Regions from separate parts of the Anser cygnoides genome. Here region 1 is linked to region 2. A link is a contact called in public Hi-C data. All regions are on one chromosome and are shown on one strand. The core of a region is the stretch at or near the end of the contact, and the rest is flanking DNA. Distances in the headings are between cores, read along the strand shown.

Region 1 (3,338 bases), core at 319-2,818, 230 kb before region 2:
CAGTACCAAGGAAGAGAAAATTTTACCTGACAGCACAAAACAAAGCCACAGGAAAAGCCTGGAGGCATCCTTGGTAAACGGAGCAACAAAAGTAAAGCCTGGCAGCCACTTTGCTCTGTACCACTAAGATCTAAAACTGAGACATACAATGCGAAGACACACTATAGCATGAACCTTCTTTTGCACTGTGGACATTTGTTTTTAAAAGGGACTGCGGTATCAATTCTGAATGGTGAAAAGCCTTAGCAAGCGCATAAAGGGTGCCTTAATGTCATCTTTTCTAGGACAAAATGCAGTTCTTTCAAGACGCACTCCTATGCTATGCTTTCCAGATTTCTCTAGTGATGCTTCTATGCCTTTCTTAAGTCACTGAACCCAAAACTGGACACAGTAAGCCCTCAACTGGCATACTAGCACCACTTAGAGTGCAATAATTACATTCTACCTCTTTAGCAAAAAAATTTCAAAATAAACCCCAAACAAGACCTGCCTTTATGAAGCAACGATGGGATGCTGTTGCACAAATTAGTTGGGGTTTGTTAATATCTCTTCCCATGAGAAAGCACAAACTGTAAAGCCAACAGCGCATTTACACCCACATCTTCCCAGGAAAGAGGCTTAGGTTTTAAACATTCACCAGCCTTCCCTTTTGCCCAACCACCAAAGTGTAAAACAGAGATGCCGAGCAAGTGGCTTATTACCGTATATTCTTCAGACAGGCACAATGAGGCTCTAGAAAATTGATTTTCCTACGGGTGAGCAGCCCTAGACCCAGCCATAAGCCTGAACCTCAAGGACCTCCTTACCATGTTCTTCGTGAGCTGGTCGCTCTTCTCAAGACTCTCTTTGATAAAGGACAGAGTTTCTTCTTCCTGCCATCAGGATGAAAAAGTAGTTAGCTTTCACTGCAGAGCACCAAGCATTTAGCTCACTCAACTCCACATGTAGGGTTTCACAAGCCCTGCTAAACACAGCAGCGAGCCACCTTTGGTCTGATGCTGAGGCCACTTTTTAACATACCACCTCCTAACAGATACTAGGACATTTAACCCAAGGTGAGAGATACAACATCATGAGAGTGTTTTTTTACAGATTGCTCCTTTCCCCCCAACACACCGACCCCTCGAGCCTTAGCACACTTTGTGGACACCCTTATCCCCCCCCCCCGATTTACACCGCACACCCCCGCCCACCACAGGTGCGGTGCAGCCACCCCGACCCCCACAGACCCGACCCCCGCAGACCCCCAGCCCCTCACAGCAGGCCCTGAGGGGGGGCTCCGGGCCCGTCTCCACGGCAACGCGCGGGGGCTGCGGGCCCGGCCCCGCGCCCAGGCCCCGCCAGGCCCCGCCGCAGGCCCCCGGCCCGGCCCCACCTGCTTGAGCTTGCCCTCGATCTCCCTCCTGCGGGCCGACACCTCCTCGCTCGGGATCATCGTGCCGCGGGGCGCCGAGGCCGCGCTCCACCGGGAAGCCGCCGCCGCTGCTCCCCCCGGCTCCGTCCCGTCACTGCCGCGCCGCCATCTTGGGAGCGGCGGGGGCACTGCGCATGCGCAGGAGTGGCGGGCGCCATCTTGGGAGTGGCATTTCAGAGAGGGAGACGGAAGGGCAGCGGGGCTGGGGCGCATGCGCGCTGCGGGTCTTGGCGGCCAGCTTGGGAGTGGCGGGCGGGCCGCGCGGCCATCTTGAGAGTGGCGGGGGTGTGTCGCGGTTTGTTCGCAGCTGTGGGCCAAGATGTCTGGTCCAACCATCACTGCTACCACTGTCACCCACTGAGACATGTCCCCAAGCACCACGTTAAACACCCCAGGGATAAACCATGTCCCCAAGCACCACATCCAGCCTTTCCCTGAACACCCCCAGGGACGGTGACTCCACCACCTCCCTGGGCAACCCGTCCCAACACCTGACCACTCTTTCTGAGGAGAAATGGCTCCTCATTTCCAACCTGAACCTCCCCTGGCACAACTTGAGGCCATTCCCTCTAGTCCTACCACTAGTTACCTGTGAGAAGAGGCCGACCCCCAGCTCCCCACACCTTCCTTTCAGGCAGTTGCAGAGAGCAATGAGGCCTCCCCTGAGCCTCCTCTTCCCCAGACCAAACACCCCCAGTGCCCTCAGCCGCTCCTCACAGCACTTGTGCTCCAGGCCCTTCACCAGCTTTGTAGCCCTTCTCTGGACACGCTCCAGGCCCTCGATGTCCTTCTTGTAGTGAGGGCCTGAAGCTGAACACAGCACTCGAGGTGTGGCCGCACCAGAGCTGAGTACAGGGGGACGATCACCTCCCTGCTCTTGCTGGCCACACTATTCCTGACACAACCAGGATGCCGTTGGCCTTCTTGGCCACCTGGGCACACTGCTGGCTCGTGTTCAGACGAGCATTGACCGACACCCCCAGAACCTTGTCCTCTGCACAGCTTGGAGGAGAGCAGGGCCATGGGAACAGTGCCAGCACAGGGGAGCTGAGGGACACGTGGAGGCAAACACGTCCCGGGCTCCCCACCACCCCCCTCGCACCGCACCCAGCTTGGGGTCACACACCAGGGCTGCCCGCGGAAGGAGGAAACAGGGCGCCTCGGCAGGTCACGGCCATTGTTTGCCTCTGGAAAGGAGCTGCACCCTTTCCTGAAAGGTGATGCGAGGCGAGGCATTGCCCGAGATTGCCCTTTCCCCCACGGGCTGGAGCTGGTCCTGCCAAAGTCACAGCCAGGTAATCTATCAGATTGGAGATCTGGGTAGGAATGGGGGAAAAAAGTCAATATTGTCATTCATTACATTAAGCATATATTAGCCATACTAAGCACAGGGCAGCTCTGCTTGGAAAGATCTCCCTGAGGCTCACGAGGTCCAGCTGTGGTGGGATTTACCAGCCCCATGGCACTGGGGGGAGAACCAAGGTGTGCAGGAAGGTCACAGAGGCTTAGCCCCAGGGTAGACGATGAATTGCAGAAATAGAGGCATTTGCAGGAGTGTAGAGCCCTCTACCCCCGTCCTGTATCTTCTCCAGAGAGAAAGGCTCCCACCACGAGAAGGCTGCCTCCACCTCCCTGCTGCAGCAGGGTGGCTGGGTTTGTCATGGGGGTGGTCATGGGGCTGCACAGCCTCAAAAACCACGTCCAGCCTAGGGCAAGAGCTGATGCTACCGCTGCAGACAGCCCCAGCCTCCCTGCCTTGTGCTGCTCCAAGGCAAGGGCAGCCTCCCGCCGCGTGAAGGGACCGCCGTGTTCCCATCCATCTTCTGCTTGTCAGCCCACCCCGGGCTCTGGAAAGGAGCTGAAACAGCCCAACGGGCCTCTTTTGTTCAACAACTTTGGCACATTTCATAACCTACCTTATCAT
Region 2 (3,754 bases), core at 1,131-3,630:
GGGCAGGGACATATTTCCTAACCCCCCCCCCCTAGCCTGCAAAGCACTGACCAAATGCCCACGGGCAGCTCGTGGGCTCGCCCTGCCCTGCCTTCCCTCTGACCAGTTCCCTTATAACCCTGCCCACAGCAGCTCCCAGCCAGCCACTAACCATTCCTCCTCCTCCTCCTGCAGCCTCCCAGCCTTGGCACACGCCGACACCTTCCCCAAAACCCCGCTCCGCGCCGCACCGGCAGCCACAGCACCGACAAAGCCCCAGTGCCTCGGCTCCCCTCCTGCAGCTGAAGGGGATCCGGGGCTAAATGCTGGCAGAGGAGATAAATTCACCCGTTTTGCAGGGGGGACATGGGGGGGCAGCCAGCAGCCCCCTGGCGATGCCCCCTGGGAGCCGCGCCGCAGCCCGCGGGCACGGGGCGATGGCACGTCCCGCTCCCAGCGGCGGGGCTCGCGTGGCCCCCGCAGCTCTCCCATCTATACAAATTCGTTAATAAAAGATCAGTTTGCAGACGCAGCTTGCTGTAGATGACAGCATTAGAGGCGCATCTGCTTCTGCTAAGCACCAGTCTCGTGCTGGGTTTATTTGGTCCATTTGCGGCAGGGAAGAGTTGCTTTCGGCATTCAGAGCTGTCTCGTGTCTGGGAGAGGTGGGGGGGGCGGAGGAAAGATATATTTTCGGCTCTATTTAGCCACAAAAATTTGGTTTCGGAATAAAGAAAAATATTCCTGTTTGCTGCCAAACCGAGGCAGGCGATCTCTGTGCAAGCCTCCATTTGTTTGAGAACTCGGTGTCCTGTTGGAAAAATAAATGTTCTGATGGGAAAAGCCTATCGGCACGTATCGATCAGTCTTTGGGACCGGTGGACTTGCAAACATCAGCTCCAACCTAGCTGAAAAAGCAATAACCAAAGCTTTTGCTGATAGACACAAGGAAGGAGGAGACGGGTCTCTGCGCTTTTGGCACGCGAAGCTGTTACACAGCAGAATCCCTGCCGCGGGCACAGCTGCACCGGCCTCACCGCAGCTAACACGATCGCTCAGTGCCAAATACGCGGCTTTTCCACCCAGAACAGGCTGTCTGGGAGAGCTGACCACCGTTGGTGGCCACAGGCAGGATGCGGTGAGGGGGAGAGGAAAGCTCCTGATGTGTGGTGGTGAGAAACCAGCCCGGGACGCGCCTCCTGCCCGCGGCGCTCCCGGGTGCCCTCCCTGCCACCAAGGCAAAGCCAACCCTACAAGAGCCCCCAGGGGCTTGGTTCTCCGCAGCGACAAGTTCACAAATGCCTCCAGAGGTTTCCTAATAGATTTTTTTTTCCCCTGAAGCTTTCTAATTAACAAACCTCAACTCACTTTCAACATTTTTTTTTTCCGTAAAGGAATTATAATGTGCAGGAAGAATAAAAGTGGTGTTTTACCTGGAGCTGCCTTCATTCTATAGCAGATTAAAAGCAAGACGGAGAGTCAATAATGCCAGGAGCAGGGGGGTCAGGGGACGGTGGATAAAAGGCACACGAACCGAAGGCAGCGCAGAAGGGACGGGGGCTGGAGAAACAAAAGCTTGCCTGGATTGGAGCCTCAAAAGCAGAATCAGCTCCTCGGATGAGATAAATCACCTGGGCTCCCTTGACGTGCTGGTATTGCTGCAGCACGGCTTTTGTGTATTGATTTAAGGGAAAATAAAGGTCAGGGGCTGAGCTGCAGGAGGCATCGGGGCTGAGCCTGTTCGGCTCTGGGCGGCCGGCGGCGAGCAACAAGCAGGAACCGCGTTCAGGCAAGGTCAGGAGCAGGATGGGGACGAGCCCCCAAAGAAATGCACGTGCACTGGCGATGCAACAGCCCCAAAACCTCGGATCAGAGCCCGCTGGAGCCCGTTTGCAGGGTTAGGCCAGGCACAGCCATCCCGGGCTTAGGGAAAATCCAGATTTCAGCACGGACTTTACCATCAGCGACTCCGACCTTTCCTCCCATCTGGCCGCGTACACACAAAATGAGAAAAAAAAAACAACAGAAAGGACAACGAGGGGCCAAATGGGAGGGACGCAGACAGCGGGAGGCAGCCTGAAAATGGCACGGGGCTGCGGGGAGCGGGGTCACTGCTCTGCCAACCCGGCGCGCTGGCTACACGGCGGGGTTGGAGATCTGGGGGATAAAGGTCTCCTGAGCTCTGTAGCGGGGCCAGCTCTCCGCCTGGGGACCTCCGAGAGGGTGGATTTCGTGAGAAATGCTCTTTATTTATACTCAAGGAGTTGCAGCCAGCGGCTGAGCTAAGCGGGGTGAGCCCGATGGGGCTGCTGGCCGCTGCGAGGTGTCCGCTGCCCGCGCTGAGATGCGTGAGGGTCCCAGGAGGTCCTCAGGGGGTGGGAATTCGCTCGCCCTCCTCCACTGCGTCGCCCCACAGCTTTAGGACAAAGGCAGGAGCAGCAGTGCCAGCCCTCGCGGGGCCACCGTCAGCTCTCCGCAGGGCCAGGAGGCTGCGGGGACGCGGTCCTGCCACCGTGGCCCCTCCGAGGAGGGGAGGAAGGAAGGGTTGTGACATCTCTGCCTCCCGAAAATACACTTTGGGAAAAACCAAACGGGAAATGAAAGCGCGAGCGGGCTGGGCACAGCTGGGGCCGCTGGAGGTGGTGTGGGACCGGCGGTCCCACGCAGGCTCATGGTGAGCGAAGCTTCGGGGCCGTGCTGGGCTCGGCTCCCCGGGGCTTATCTGACCGTCTGCTTTCATCGTTTGTCCGTGAGAAGGGAAAGGGACCACACAGCAGCAGAAAGGCCTGGAAATCTGTGAGGGAGAGCGTTCCCAGCTCCCTTCCCTCTCCCGTCACCCCTGTATGCGATTGGCTATGGGGGACGTATGGCTCTGTATAGGCTCCAACCCTGTGAGATAACGCCTCGCAATTAAATTCCTAATTACAGCCAGCAAAAGCACTTTCCCAGCTCCGGCCCTCCTGCCTCAGTCACACACGTGGTCGAACTGATGGAGCAAGTGAGCCGGGGCCCCACCTCGCCAGGTCCGTCTGCTCCATCCCCTCCACGTCAAACACTGCTCCCTGCCCTCTGCTCCAAGACATCCTGAAGGTTTCCTGCATCCAAAAAGTTGCCATTTTCTTGGGGAATTTAGAAAAAAAAAAAAAAAGGAAAAAAGAAAAGCAAAGCTACAATAGAAATGGGGGGAGGAAATTGCTTCAAGCTTCTTAACTATCTCATGGAACAAAAATGCTGCTTAGGGCTGTTCAGGGAAAGAGAGGGTCAAATGTCCCTCATTAACACTGATTTACTAAGAGGGCTGGGAAGCGGGAGGGGGACACAGTCCAGCTGCCTGGCTCCATGCACCGGCCTGGGATCCAGGACCCGTGACGGGGCAGTGGGTTTTCCAGCAGAGGGTGGAAACCCGCGGACCTCACCTGCTCTGACGTGGTGGCAGGGCTCCCTGGGCTGCCAGCAGAAGCGTGGAAAACTGGTGATTTTGTGAAAAGAGCAGAACTGGAGTCCTCGGTGGGAAGCTGGCGCTGGGTCAGGGCAGCAGCCGGCCCCGGGCAGCTGGAGCCTGGCGAAGGGGAAAGGGAGAAGGCTGGCCCAGATTTGAGGGTGTAAACCAGCAGGGTTCCTCTCCAGAGAGAGCTCAATTACATTGATTTACACTTGCTGCGGATTTGGTCCATTCAACCCAATTAAAACTCCAGAGGAAGTGCAGAGAGGCAGGATGTAATTACCCGCGCTGGAATCCCAGCTCGGAACAGGAGGCAGAGCTCTCCGGATCAAA

What was found. A called contact is a pair of places that touch in the nucleus more often than the background predicts.
Region 1: a contact with region 2 is called in a Hi-C map of liver, with 7 times the contacts expected there. The contact joins the promoter of EXOC7 here to the enhancer-like site in region 2. A contact is called at or near these places in 2 of 7 Hi-C or Micro-C datasets (both in liver).

The regions. Positions count from the first base shown.
Region 1 is chr19:5,243,356-5,246,693 of Taihu_goose_T2T_genome, reverse strand. It overlaps EXOC7 (exocyst complex component 7), which reads right to left and starts at 1,568. Exons shown (of 21, transcript XM_066980154.1): 1 at 1,376-1,568; 2 at 807-872. The coding sequence starts at 1,435.
Region 2 is chr19:5,014,552-5,018,305 of Taihu_goose_T2T_genome, reverse strand. It overlaps LOC106034808 (a long non-coding RNA gene), which reads left to right. Exons shown (of 5, transcript XR_007163475.2): 5 at 175-311. Among named protein-coding and RNA genes, the nearest start is that of CYGB, 15 kb to the left of the region's middle. Within about 2 kb of position 2,380, at least 1 of the 3 cell types and tissues checked has open chromatin away from gene starts, as enhancers often do. A contact at or near this core is called in liver, where this site is marked.